Linked DNA regions of Anas platyrhynchos: region 2 is linked to region 1. A link is a contact called in public Hi-C data. All regions are on one chromosome and are shown on one strand. The core of a region is the stretch at or near the end of the contact, and the rest is flanking DNA. Distances in the headings are between cores, read along the strand shown. Region 1 overlaps KCNQ1 (potassium voltage-gated channel subfamily Q member 1). Region 2 overlaps KCNQ1 (potassium voltage-gated channel subfamily Q member 1).

The links. A called contact is a pair of places that touch in the nucleus more often than the background predicts.
Region 2: a Hi-C map of skeletal muscle shows a contact between it and region 1, with 3 times the contacts expected there. The contact joins two enhancer-like sites. A contact is called at or near these places in 2 of 8 Hi-C or Micro-C datasets (skeletal muscle and subcutaneous adipose tissue).

What each region holds. Positions count from the first base shown.
Region 1 is chr5:28,616,136-28,623,567 of IASCAAS_PekinDuck_T2T, reverse strand. All of the region lies in intron 2 of KCNQ1 (potassium voltage-gated channel subfamily Q member 1), which reads right to left. Among named protein-coding and RNA genes, the nearest start is that of TRPM5, 65 kb to the right of the region's middle. Within about 2 kb of position 2,692, at least 4 of the 8 cell types and tissues checked have an H3K27ac peak or open chromatin away from gene starts, as enhancers often do.
Region 2 is chr5:28,669,808-28,677,239 of IASCAAS_PekinDuck_T2T, reverse strand. It overlaps KCNQ1 (potassium voltage-gated channel subfamily Q member 1), which reads right to left. Exons shown (of 18, transcript XM_072038533.1): 12 at 6,823-6,888; 13 at 4,331-4,451. Among named protein-coding and RNA genes, the nearest start is that of TRPM5, 120 kb to the right of the region's middle. Within about 2 kb of position 4,254, at least 3 of the 8 cell types and tissues checked have an H3K27ac peak or open chromatin away from gene starts, as enhancers often do.

The DNA of each region.
Region 1 (7,432 bases), core at 1,443-3,942:
TGCCCTCAATCACAACCAACTCCCAAGCAGCACACATAGCTCATCAAATAGCAGTGATCACAGAAGCACATCCTGAGAAGCTTTCAGAGTGGAAATTTGTGAAATTCTCTCTTGCTCAAGGACAGACTTGCCTGCTTTCCTCCAAGACCTTCCCCAGTTAGGAAAGCACTTAGAGGCACGTTCCCAGAAAAGCCCGTCTGCCATAAAAGTACTAGAGGAGGCGGCCAGCAGGCTGCAAATTTTAAGTTCATTTTAGTATGTTACAGATCTTTTTTTAAGAGCTGTACTTGTCAGGAAGTTTGAGAAGCCACCTACAGACTTAGGTTTGTTCTTAATCTTTCCTGCAATTATATCTCACCGTTCTACAGAAACATTAGCCTCTGTTTTGTAACTCGTGAGAGGAGACCTAAGCACACTGTTTTAGAATTAGCCCCTGAAATCAATTATGTTGATCTCTGAGACATGCTCAAGCATAATCCCACAACCTTCTGCTTTATTATGCGTTTTCTAGCTTTTGAAGAAGAGAATGAATTCAGCAGTCTAGTGCGATTTAACAAGTGATACAGTCAAAAAAAAATTCTCTTGGGAAAAGGCCTGTCTGGTGACATCAACAGCACTAGTGACCAACCCCTAGGGAAGTGGGACAGTCATACACAGATGGGAAATAGCTGGGAAGAAACTACATGGAAGCACTGAAACATTAGACCCTACCTAGTGGCTGAAAACTCAAGTGCGAGGTCCAGATGCTAAAGTCTGAATGTGTTAGCATCACTGTTAGGGAACTGATACTAAGTGACAGATAGATTATATTACATAAAGTTCAATTTCTGGCCGCTCACAATGGCTCCTAATTCAAACAAAGACCTGACAAGCTACCGACAATAAATAAATCTGAGTAAAATGCACATTGCTTTGAAACTTTAGCCTTACACACTTTATAGTATACTACATTACAGTATACTCATTTGTAAAAAAGGACTGCTTGATTTTTACTTAATAATACTTTACCAAAGCAACTAAAAATTATTGATTTCCTGTGATATGAACTGAGATGACGAAAAAACTAAGAGATTATAAATAAAAAGCCTTCTTTGTTCTGTATATCACTTCTGCTGTGCTGGTTAGTCAGATGCCTTTGTTTCTCCTTCTAGTCCCATGGCACATGAATGCTATCTTACTGGGAAATAAAACAAAATGAAAAGACAAACAAAAATTTCCAAGATTTTACTATTTGTTTTCAGCCTTATATCCAAGACTAAGAGTAAAGAAGAAAACCAGTAGCATTTTTAAAGAATGTCCCACACCAGTTTAATTTTCATTTTTTGTTTTAAAAAGTACACAATACTTATGGTTCTGAAGCCTCTTGGGATAGAGGCCGGGATTAGTATTTATATAAAAGTGATTAAAAGACATTTTAATTCAAAAAAGCTGACATGCTTCATTAGCAGCCTTTTCCATGCTGACTTTGTTCCAACTTTTAATCAACAATATCTACATGCAGCTCTGGACCCAACAAATGTTTCTGCATTGGCCTGGAGCCACAGAATGCTGTAGGTTGTGGGCAGCCCAGCTCAAGGAAGCCAGAGAACAAAAGGATGTTCCCTGCCACCATGGCAGAGGCACACTAGAGCGGTCTCTGTCTTGCTGTAGATGGCAGGCAAGGGTCACAATGTAAGTAGAAAGTCAAAGCAAGGCACGTGCAACTCTGAAAGAAGAGAAGCTCCCAAAGTTTTGACTTCGGCTTTTTGCATGTTTGAATTCCCCATGTTTCGTGAACTGCTTCAGTTGGTAATGATTTAAGTCCAGGTAGGAGAAGGAATGACAGAAAATGTAATTCCATGATGAGTGACAGCTGCAATTCACTCAGGAATTGCAATGTTCAAGAAGTCACTGTTTCAATAGGTGACAGAACAGAAATGTCAAGAAATATCTGATCATGTACTTCTTTCCTAAACCAAGACACCTCACAGTTCTTCTGCTGCATCTCGCACCTTTGCACAGAGCTTTTGCTGATTCCCCATCATTTTGCTCCAGCTCTCTAAAGCAATTAGTTTTTGTAAGGGAAAAGGTCTAGCTCAATGTCTCTGTTCAGCATTAAGAAAAAACCCACCTCCTTTAAATGTTAAGAAAAGTATACCTATGAGCAAGTTTGTCAATGAGCCCAAAATACAATACCTTACCCTATGCGTTACAAACACTATTCTCATCATTCCAAATGAATGCTAGTTTCAGATACAAAATCAGAATAGATTAGCAATTTAGATATGGATCAAAGAGTTGTAAGATATCTATGAAGATAAGATTTGGTTTTAGAAAGAGAAACATCTCTCCACATAATCTATGAAACAAATGAACTGTCTGGAACAGTCCCATGTGTCTGAACACTTAGGAACTGGAGTGCAGTCGCTCTCCAAGAAAAGGAATCAGCCCTTGAAACAGCTCTCCTAATGTACTACTTGAAAACAATTTTCCAGCACTTTAACATGGAGTTTCCTAGTTTTACAAATACCACTACCAAAACAAGAAAACGGGTCTTTGCTTACAAACTGTTACTCATTTTGATTACAGCCACAAACCTTGTTCTGCTTTCAGGGCCTGTAAGACCCTAGATCTATTCTCCATACCTTACCACAATATCACAAATGCACTTACAAGCATGTATCAGTAGAGAGTTTGACCCTGGCTTCAGCACAGACAGTATACTGCCCTAATTTTCTTGTATTTTTTCCTTGAGGATGAGATAGCACTTCTGGCTTGGAGCCTGGTGTATGGAAAGAATTTTTTCTTTACATCCCTTTTAATTCTGCTTTAGAAAAGCATACGGCTTACCAGTTAAATATTTAAATGTTTTACTAATGAGCTGTATCAAAACATTCAAAAGTTTTTAAGTATGAAAAGACACCTCGTAATATCTGAAAATTGCAGTAGGATCCAAGTAGCTTTTAATTTGTGTGTGCTAGGAATTTATAAGGCAAGTTGTCATCTCAGGACTAGTCTACACACATATTCAACACTGGTATTCTTGTACAAATGCATGTTCTTTTCAGCTTCTTTTGCCTTTATCAAAATAGCTGTAATAATACCAACCCAAATGTTCTTGTTATTGTATTAATAATAATGATGACATAATAGTACAATTATACCCCATGGGACTAGGCTATATTGACGCATGCAACCACGTGCTCTTAATCACTTAAAAGGCAGTAACAGAGATTGAAGATATTACCACACCCAGCTCCTCATTAGCGCACCTCTCATCTTGGAGATTGCCACCCACAAAGCTGAACCAGTTGTGGAAGTGCTCACTTGCCTTCTTCAATGTGACTAAATTGGTTTTAACCAGCTTTGGTGTTAAACAAAACTTTCTGGGTCAACTATACACTGCAGCACGATGAACACGAAAGAAGTACAATCCATTTCTAGGCAGAGCAAAACCCCACAGTGGGGCAGCAGTGAAGAGCTAGCAGATGACTTCTTAAGTTCTTCCAAAGAGACACACTTCTGAAACCCTACCTACAGCCCTGTCTGTTCTAGCTGAGTTGGAACAAAACAGCTTTTGTTTGTAGACACAGCTGAGCTGCCAATTCAAGTTCAATAACTGGCTCTAGATTACAGTAGACGTGCCTAAACCTATAGGATAAAATTAATTTCAATCAAGTCTGTCACAATCAGCTGTCATGCTGATATCCTGCTACAAAACAGATGCAAAGCAGACATAAAACGCTACTTAACTATTTAGTCAAATCAATAAAAGAAAGGCACTAACAGACCTAAGTATGTGAAAACAGGGCCAAAATCTCAGCTGTCATATTAAAGAAGCTTTCGTAGTGACAGGTCCTAAACTAAGAAATGAGACAAGAAATTTAAAATGTCTTTTCTTCAGTGTTATGACTGCTGAGGCCCATCACAGAACCTGAACACTGGGAGCAGGCCCAAACTGGGACTCTGGTAAGTTTATTCTTTCTCTGCTTCAGTGCTTGGCTGTGCAAGAAGCTATTCATACTTCCTTCCGCTCACCTTTTCACCACTTTGTCTGTTTAGACTGCAAGGTCCATAAGGGTAGAAACTATCTTTTAGAGCGTGTGGGCGCTCTACTAGGTACTATACTTCATCCTACAGGCAGGGCCCTTTGAACGGACTGTAATGTAAACAACAATAATATCTTTTCTCAGAAGGACAGCACACAAGTCTGCTTGCAAATTTTGTCGCAGATAAAGTTTCCATCACGCTTTTAACTATCAAAAGCTAAGAAATCTTACACTGTAGTTCCACAAACACTTTAAGCCAGCACTGCTGCCAAAAGAAGCAAACTCATCAGGCCAAAAAAAAGGTTAGTTAGAACCCATACGGTCCTCCAAGGCAGCTTACAACATAGCTGCACAAATGCTTGTGTTGGCACAAGGAACGGAGCAGCAGAACCATTTCTTTGGGTGGCAAGTGCCAGCTTATGCAGGCTGAAACCCACTCTTGAATGTGCAGCCTGAATTCTCCAATGGTTTAATCTCACAGAGCCAAGCTATGGTGGAAAAACTACAGGTCACCAATTTTACTTGTAGACCTACTAACGCTCACCTCCCAAGAATGCTGCAAGGTTAAGTATGTTCATGTTTGTAAGGCATTACAGAAGTAAGATTGGTAAATATTTAATTTTCTCTCCTCCATTTTCCCTTGCCACTAAATATAACTCATTCTGAGCTTCATATACTAAATCAATGGCTTGGAACGGCTCCTAGAAGGTAGGTGTCAAACTCCTTGCCTGCAGGCCAGGTGGAGGCCACTCACCATACACATTGAATTATGATTTAAAACTGATCTGCAACATTACAACTGAAACAGCCTCCTTAATATGCTGTACCTGCTCTGCTGCAGGGAGCCATGGAATAGTCAGATTACCTCTAGAGCAGATGTCTTTTCTCAGCTTTACATGGGAAATAGCTGCAGAGGGATAAATGACAAGTAAATCAATTTATTTTGCAGGCATTCCAGGTGTAAACATATCCCGTCAAGCTGACAGAAACAACAATAAGTTTGTGAAAGGCACCTCAATAAGGATGTTAAAAGGATGTTGGAGGGGAAAGAAGTTAAACATGAATATATATGTGGAAAACATATGTGGAAACAAGGAATTAAACTAAAAGAAAAACACATAAGCAAAGGGCTGGAGCTCTTTTTCACTCCCCTTCCTGAGTTTCCTAGCTCAGAGCTACATTAAGAGATCATTTGTACTATTTCAGTGCTGCTGTATCTCTTACAAAAGGTGCTGCTGACATTTGCTACTCGAATGGTTAGTGCTGGGACCACAACTAAAAGAAACCACCAGAGCTACTGTGTATCCACAGCTGCCTCTAGCTTTTAGAACCAGTAACTTTTCTCAGTTAAATACTAATTAGGCCCACCTGAAAACTCAAATGCCACATGGATCCATGGACAGCTGCTAGACATTCTCTGTCTACTTCAGCACACATCAGACAGCCCCAATGTCATTAACATAAGGGAAACCATCAAAGTGAGGAAGTACATAGCTTGCTGTCACAGACTGGGTGTGAGAAAAGGCATTTTGTTTATTTTGTGAGTTCTTTGAAGTCCTGCTGTTTCCAAGAGCTAATAACAATTCCTGGCTTCCCATCACCTTGAAAACATGTTGATATTTGATGGGTTAGGTGGAAATACCTGATGCTAGCAATACACCAAGGTAGAGGTCCCTGAAATGAACATTTGGCATTGCTGGGCAGTGCAGAAGCTCTAGGACATCTGTCCTGGTGTTGGGTGCCTAGAAACTCTGCGCAAGACAAGCCTTGTAGAGCTGATGCTTCAGTCTGCATGATTTATTTATTTATTTTTTTACTATCAAAATGAAAGTAAATTAGATAAAAATAAATTTAAAACATTAAATGTGTGATAAACACCGCCTGCAGTTCCATAAATCAAACTCTTGTGCTTCCTAGGTTATCCTTAAATACAAGCAGATACTATTCGTGAAACCTTTCCTAATACGCCCTGATCCCATTAATATTTATGCACACAGGAAGCTCCGCTGAAGTCATTATGACTACTCATATACACAGAGTTAAACATACTGCATAATTGCAAGTCTTGAGCCATAAAAACTTCACTTATAAATGTAGGACCTAATTTGGTTGCCTATATCCATATACTTTAAAAAAACACAACAGCATAGAGTCCTGACCTTTTTTTTTTCCCCTCCTAAAAGCATGGAATAAACTCTCAGGTGGGTGGAGCTGCCAGATGCTCTACTCAATATGAATGCAATCCAGCCAGATATATTTTTCCTAGTTGTTGCTAAAAATAGAAGTATGTTTTGATGTTTTTCTAAGTATAGCTATATGAAGAAAAAATACAGAGATTCCTGTACCTTCGTGTTCCTTTTCTGTAGACAGAGTCATGTATTTGCCACTTCTTTCATGGCTGAGGCAAGTTTCTAATAGAACATCCATTTTGCCTTCTCCTTCCAGTACCAGTCAGTGGTCAACACAAGGATGTGCCTTCCTACTAAACTCACAAGTTGAGAACAAAGTTTTTAGAAAAGGAACTCACATAAGCTTGCTTTAGCAGCAGCTAAGAAAAAGAAAGTTATGAGGTAGTCCTGTTGCTTTTGCTTTTTTGAGCCAGTTAATTGAAACCACGTAATCCAACACTGCAAAATAAAATTCTTAATCCATTCCATTTGTTTAAGTTGTTTTCTCTCTTCCAGCTCTGGGAATCTCCTTTCTCACAAGACATTGGTACACACTGTTGTTCTGCACTACAGTTACACCACACCTGCAGAGTTTGTTCCAGTTTTGCCTACTGAGGACCACTTAAAGCAATTCAAGAGCCACCAGCCAGGGACAGCTGGCAAACTCAAACCTGCCTCAGTAGTCTATCATATGTAATCAATTGCTAATAGAACTTCAGACTCATCCCATTATTCACTAGCTAATTCCCCCAGGGAAAACAAGGCAGCAAGCTTTGACTTTGAATCACGAAGCTAGTTTTGCCTCTCTCCCTCCCTCCCAGCTTTCCCCTCCCTCTGCATCAGTTCACTGCACTGTTTCAGCTTTTCAGCTTGATATCCGTTATGTTATGTCAGCTGTTACATTACGCTTAAAACAATAGACTCCAGCTGGCTGAGGTCAGATGTGAAAACAAGGACCTAACAAAGCCATAGACCCTCCAGTTATACTGAAATTGAGATACACACTGAATGTAGCACTTAATGACAAACTACTTTCCAGACATTTGGGCAAGGCATAAAGGAAACACCTGTCACTGCAAACATTACACACTAATCCAGATAAATCCTAAATTTAAAAATCTTTCTTTTCACTGCTTGGCTCTACTATGCACCAGTATTTCATAGTTCTATTTTTTTCCCCAAGATGGAATTTGCATTCATCTGTTTGTTTACTAAACTATTAAGTAGCAAAAAACA
Region 2 (7,432 bases), core at 3,005-5,504, 52 kb before region 1:
AAACAGAAAGAAATACTAAACATTTATATACCAGAACTGATTAAACCAGCTACTGCGCTGTTGTATCTTAATGGGAAACTATGGAAACGAATCACAGACTTGAATTTATTTTTGATTCAGTAGCATCTCTATAAGGTTCATGGAGAATAGAGAGCTCTTTAAATAGGTAAGAGACCATCTTTAAGTAGGTAAGAAATAATTATATAAAGATACATTGGATTGAGAGTTTTCCTTCTTGTCTTCTGTTCGCTTTTCAGCTCAATTCAACCAATTTTTTCTCCTATTCCTTCCCATTTGCATGTTCAGAAGTTGGACTTATTTCTTTTGACTACCTTCAGCTAATGCCAAATGTAAAATTAAAAAAGGTTCTGAAAATTAAATGGTTATATGAACACAGACATGGAAACAACCTTGTGGTAACTGAGCCTTAACTACTAGTAGCATTGATTTTCCACTGCTTTAAAAGGTAAATAGAACAAAAGACTCAATGAAGTGAAACAGGGAACAGATGACAATAGAGGATCACACTGATTAGAGAGAAAGGAGGCAGTGAGAAGTCCAGAGAAGAGGTGTGGTATTGCTACAATCTAGTTTTATGCGTCACTTTTACAATGGAGGAGACCACAAAGACAATTAAATATATCAGTCAAAAGACAAGTCTTAAACAATACACTGTTTATGGCATTTTTCAAACTGTTACAGTTCATTTTGTAGGTGACATCTGACAGCTAATTAAATTGCACCACCTGAATCTGCATGTTAAGTTTATAAAACTCCTCATGTATGAGGCTAAGTGCAATTAACTCTTCTATCCTCTATGATTCTATTCTGTATTTCTGCATGCACCTGCTGCAAATTTCTTCTTCTATATGTTAATCACTTTCCTACTTGAAAATCAGCTCTCAAAGTGTTTCTGCATTTTTTGCTTCCTCTAAGTAGTAGTGACATGATTAACTGCTACAGCAATTTTTCCACATGAAAGATTTCCCCTTTCTAATTCCACACAAATTGGGCTATAATTGCTACATTATTTATTTCAGAAACACATTTAAAATACAGCAAGGAGTACATCCTGGGGAAAAACAAAGAACAAAAAACACCATAACCCTGCATTTATATTACTAGGCATAAGAATTGTTCCATTAAATCCAATGGGAATATGCACCTACATATAAAAATATAAATAAGGAATATTTTTGGCATAAGCAAGCAGTACACTGAAATTCAATTTAAAGTGAACTTAGGCCTAGCAGCCTAGAAGCCCTTTGTTTTGGCTGAAAGATGGCATTTTCTTTCTATTATGACCCAATGCAAGTGAGGAACAAACTTAGGCTCACTGTTTTTAAGCCACAATGATGCCAAGTGCTTGCCTGTCAGTAATACTGAAGGTACCCCCCACACACTTTTGCTGGAAGATTTACATTACCTCTTAAAAGGAAATATTCTTCACGCTGTCAACCGGAAGTCACTTTCCAGTTGTGTCACCAAATAACTGTGTAATACTTACTTGCGTATTTATGAATTCAAAAAATACATGTTTATTCTGGAGTTACCTTTTCATCGTTTATGGATAAGCTAATTTGTATGTTGCAATAAATACATGATTGACCAGGAGGTAGTTCTACTAATACCAAATCCAAGAATCCTTAGCTGAAGAGCCTTATAGTATGCCTCACCTCCTGAAACAGTCTTCATGCTTATGTTCCTTTGATAAAACATGGATTGCTTTTAAGACTTGAAACTAGAGCTATTTGCACTCAATTTGACTTTCCCCTACTAATTTGTTTTCATAGCTGCTGCTGTATTTTTGTTAAGTACCTGGGAATACTTGCATAACGGCTGTTTATTTCTTTATCAACTAATCTGGAGCAATCATACTGTAAATGTGATAACTGTAAGGAAATAAAATGCTTCACTACTGGGGACATCAGAACAAAATAATTCATCCTGGGTTCTCTCATGCATAGCATAACTTCCATGCCTGAATTAAATACGCAAATTGACGTGGAAACTGAACTGACTAATATTCTTTGTAACAGAAATGGTTAGTAAAGGGGATTTGTGCACAGATACATCTATTGCTCAGTTCTAAACGTGATGCTTATTTCTATTCCCACATTCAGGTCCTACTAATACTTATATAACCAGCTTATAAATGTGTTCCCTAGGACTTTGAAATTAAGAATTAAAAATAAGCCTTTGTTCAAATAATTCATGGAAATCGATGGGTCTTCATCAACCAGCAACGTGTGTGCCTAGTGAAATGCTGCACAGCAGCTTGCTTTACAGCCACCCCAAATGTAGGCAGGCTACACAATCCAACAGTGAAACTCACATAACAATCTTTTAAATTTCAAAATTTTGGGAAAGTCTGTTGCTGAATGCCAAATACACCAACTGACACTGCAAAACAAAGGGTTTTCACTAACTCTTTGCCAAACCCTCATATCTATAGAGCTACCTGGCATTGTTTCAGGCATTTAATCAACTGCATACAAAGTACACGTGCTTCCACGTGAACAGTCCTCAGGCCTTACAACGTTTGGGCACTCATGCTTCAAAGGAACGCATTTCAATTAATATTTTATCCAGTTTTGAATCTAAAACCAAAAGTCTTACAAAATAAACAAAAAAGGCTGTACTTTCTTCTTTCCAATATAGACTTGATTCAAAGCAAATACAGGGATATGTTTTGTACCATCCCACCACTCATGACCTAGAGCAATCTAGGAATGTGAACAAAGATTACAACCCAAAAAATGAAGTAGTAAAAGAGAAATATGCATGTTACTAAAAGACTAGGGTGTTAGTTTGGTAAGATTTTTTCAGTTGATACACAATATTTATATATCCTAGGGTTTCCCACAAATGCCCATACTTAAAAAAAACAAAAACAAAAACAACTCAAATGTTACAAAATCTGACTTAAAAATAATGGAGCACCTTACTTTATGAAACGTATCAATGAAGGTGACAATGAGAAATAACTGAATGCTTCTCAAATCCAAAAATGATAATGTAAACTCCTAGCACCAAGGTTTATTTTTCTTAAAGAAAGCCTGCAATACTGCAGTAAATTAAAATTAAAAAAAAAAAAAAAGCCGTGCAAAGAAACTTCTAGATCTGGTTTTGCTGCTCCGTTGTTCTTGTCTAAGGCTTAAGGAAATTTATGACTTCCTGCTCCTACTTGTACCACGAAGAAATTTTTTTCAGAATAAAAGTCTCCTAAACTCTCTTCTTACAAATGTACATACATGTAGGTGATTCAACTGAAAACGTGCATCCTTCTGCTTGTGGGCAAGGAAGGCTCCCCACATTTTTTTTTTTAAATTTTATTAAAAAAAAAAAAAAAACAACTTTCTATATGGGCTATAAAAAATGTTTGTGATTCTCCGCTATTTATATCACATAGAAAGAAGGCCTGAAAATTGGCAGCCAGCATTTCTGCATGTTTTGTACCTCAGAAAATTAAGTATGCCAAGAATTTTCATCTGTGGTTTCACTTCAGAAATCCGAGGATTTCTAGGAATAGAAGGGGAAGAGACTCTCTCATGCCTCTGCTAGAGGGGTGAATGAGCTTAATCTTTCACACATTGCCATGCACTTGCTATGGAAAATAATAGGAATTTGTCAGTAGTTCAAATTAGCTAATGATAGACATTTTTAAGACATTCAAATAATATCTTTTGCAATTCTCAAGCCACTTTTCCTTGTGAAGCTGTAGTTCAATTCTCCTAAGGATTTGAGGATAATCTCAAAACATGAAGATAACATTTTAACATAAAAGATATGGGAAAAATGTAAAATGAAAAAAAAAATCACAAAATAAAAAAAGGCCTATTACAGATTTTTTTTATATACTACAAAGCAGTAATAAAGACCAAAACAGATCTTTTTTTCCAATGCAGATCATCATATGACCATTTGAGAAGGTGCTGCTGAAATTGAAAGGCTGGTGTTTCATGTAAGTATTTCAAAATTTGCACTTTACAGTTATTCCTCTGGAAAACGGTGGAGGGATTAATATAATTCTCAACAGGCAAGTACTCCCACACGTTGTCTCCATGTGAAAATCCTGAGGCTATCAACCACCAGCTGCCCACAGACATTAGCTCAAAACTAAAGCTGTGTGTCACAGCCAAATGAACTTTTCTTTAGGTCAACACAAAGATTTACTGGCACTCAGAACAGTATACACCAACTTCAAGGTAAAAGAGTTTGACGCAAATATCTGAGATAGCCCTATCAGCTCCATATTTCAGCTCCTCCCACCTGGATTGGCTGCTCTTGTCTAAGTCAACTAATGCACAATTCAATAGCCTTGACTTACTGTGAGATGTGAGTTATTGGGGTCAACAGAGTTTCACCCTCCAGGTCAAGCTCATCGGCGAAGCTGTTGGTCCTGATGAAGGGTCCTGTGTTCACATCTAAAAACGTCGGGCTTTTTTTCACTGTGAGGAAATATGCAGATAACAGTTAAAGCAATAACATTTGGCTTTTTCAAGGAGGATCTACTGCTTGTTTGGATCTCTAAAATATTGTACATTTTAGAAGAATATTGAAAAGAGAAGTTAGTACAAAAAATGGGCATATAGCTCAGAGCTCATGAAAAGTTAAACTATTTTTTTTTGAAGCATTTCAGATTCTTATGACTTCAAGATTTTTTCTCCCCTTTTTTGTTGTTCATATTCCTCAAAGACTAGAATTCAGAGTATCTATATTACAGGCAACTTCATGCCTTATAAAAGTTATTGTACAGTAACTTTTTTAAAATCAGCCATGTGCTTTGATGACAAGATCGGTTTATTTTTTCTCATCTCTATTTCATGTTTTAGTTTATATTATCAGCTTCTGGGCTGTAATTACTATGACTAGAATCAAGAAAATAGGCCTAGATCCCCCAAGGAGCCTAGGCATTTTCATGGTGAGGTGTCTACAGGTTCCCAATCCCTCTGACAATTCAGCACGGGATACCTCAACTGTCAACCCAGATATGAGCTAGGTGTTGAAATGTCCATTTCATCCAGGAGGATGCCCTAAGTGGGAGGGCCACTTTGCAAAGTGTCAGATATTGTAAGTTTTTAGTTACTTTTACACCAACACTTTCATGCATCCAAGAAATTAGGCAGAGTGGTATACATTTCATTTTTAATTTCAGGCTCCTAAATTCTGCCAGACTAACATTTAGAATGCTAAGTGCTCTTTTGAGTGTGGTCCTGACATTTGTCAGAGAAGCCACAAAATTTCTGTATATATAAAACCACTATTGTATTTATACTTGACTATAAAAAAAAAAAAGTGCAGAGAGAATAAAAACAACAGTAAGCAAAATTCTGTAGAAATTCCTTAACATGCAACCATCTGGGCAACCTGCTCTAGAGAACCTGCTTTTGCAGGGGGGTTGGACCCGATGATCTCTTGAGGTCCCTTCCAACCCCTACAATTCCGTGATTCCGTGATTTCACTCCAGTAAGTAGTTCTCCTCACATGTAACAAGAAATCAAGATTGTACCTCAACCCACTAGCTCTCTGGGAGCACTGAAATGAAAAGCTGCTTAATAAAAGGCAAACATATTCTCTCCCTCGCTCTTTTTGTTTTAAAATTTTCTAAGATGATCATAACCAAGATCACTGTCTGTTCTGGTAACCAGAGCAGCCCTCTACTCTTTACTCTCTCATTCTTAAATGCTGCTTCAGTATAAAGGAGCGACCACATCAAAACACTTCCATTCAACCTGCTTGCACAGGGTGAGGAGGGGCCTAGGGAAGCAAATGACATTAGTGAGGGGCTCCCTTCCACAGAGTGCCTCAAAGCAAAGCACCAAGGAACACACACTGCCTCAGCTACCCCAAGTAAAAACATTGCTGAGAACTTGCAAAAACAGTGAAGCAGAGGAGAAGAAACTAAAGCTTACCGTAATCCCTGCCAGTCTGGTACAAAGATCAGCTATTAGCTCTAATATTGACCAACAACTTCCTAACCATCTAATATAGATAACATAAAAATTCATAGCCATTGGAGACCTGAGGACTGTTTCTAACAAAGCATTTAAAAAAAAAAAATATGTTAAAAGGGCTTAAAAAACAAACAAACAAAAAAAAACTTTATAAATTTGTTTTCAATGGATAATAACGACTGAAAAGAAGCAAAACAGATAGAGCAAGGGATATTTACCATAATTTAGGAATCCCCAAGACTTTATTTTCTGTATATTTGATAGCTAGCAGTAGCAGCTATGGTAGCAGGTATGAATATCCATCTGATAATGCTGGGCACTACTTTGAAATGGCAGAGAATACACTCCCCCTAACATTAGAACCCCTGTTCTAAAAAAGAAACACTGATTTTTTTTATTTTTATTTTTTTTATCATTTATTATAACCGCAATAATAAGAAATCAGTGATGAGTTTTTTGTATTACCAACACAACAATTTTGGATACAATATGAAATGTATAGAGGTGCTTTTCCAGTAGTGGAGTATTTAGCTAACAATACAAAGTACTTTACACTTCCCCTTTTGCAAGGACAGTCAAAAATTTAAAACACTTTACAGCATTTTTCATGGAAAACCTGAATTTTAATTAATGCACTTAGAAAAATAACCCTGTTCTGCAGATTTTTTTTTTTATCATTATTAAACATTTGCAGTTTACAACCTGAAAAACTTTCCAAATTCAAAATTCTACTGAGATGCCTAATGCTTTCTTTAAAAACCAGCACTATAATTTTCTGTGTCACGACAGGCAATTCCAGACAGAGCATTGGAAGGATTTAGTAATTAACAAAGGTGACGGAGCAATGAAATATTATCAGCTTTACCTGGAGAAGAAGGAGCGCTGGAAGATTGCTGGTCTGTGGAAAAGGATGGCCAGGAACGCTGACAATCTGAGTCATAGTAAAGATACATATAAAACAGAGATAGGAGAGGGAGAAAAAAAATAAAAATAGAAAAAAGTTCCAGACAGGCAGCTGAGGAGATGCAGACATACCTAATATACAGTATGTATTGACATCTTTAAAAAAGTACTGGTAAAGAGAGTTTCTGGAAAACTCTTCCACTACCTATTACGTAGTAGCAGAATATTAAATCACCACTAGGGGAGGCATTGCGCCTCTTAAAACATTCTTCACCATGTTGTTGCAATATATTCCTTCCTACATGCCAGTCCTGTTTTGAAGAAAAGTAAACTCATGTTTGCCTCCTCCTTCCTGACTTCACAGCTCCCTCGAGTGTTTCCCTTTCCAAAGTGTACAAAAAAAAAAAAGTGTATGGACCCCTCTTGGTCTGGTTCATACTGTCCACAGTGTAGGTAGCTCCTGGCCAGACTTCAGTCTGCTACTGATGGTAGAAATTACCCGACATCCCATAAAAAGCACTTATAATTGCCAGGTTCAACCATTTAAGCCAAGTGCCTGCCTCAAGCTGAAT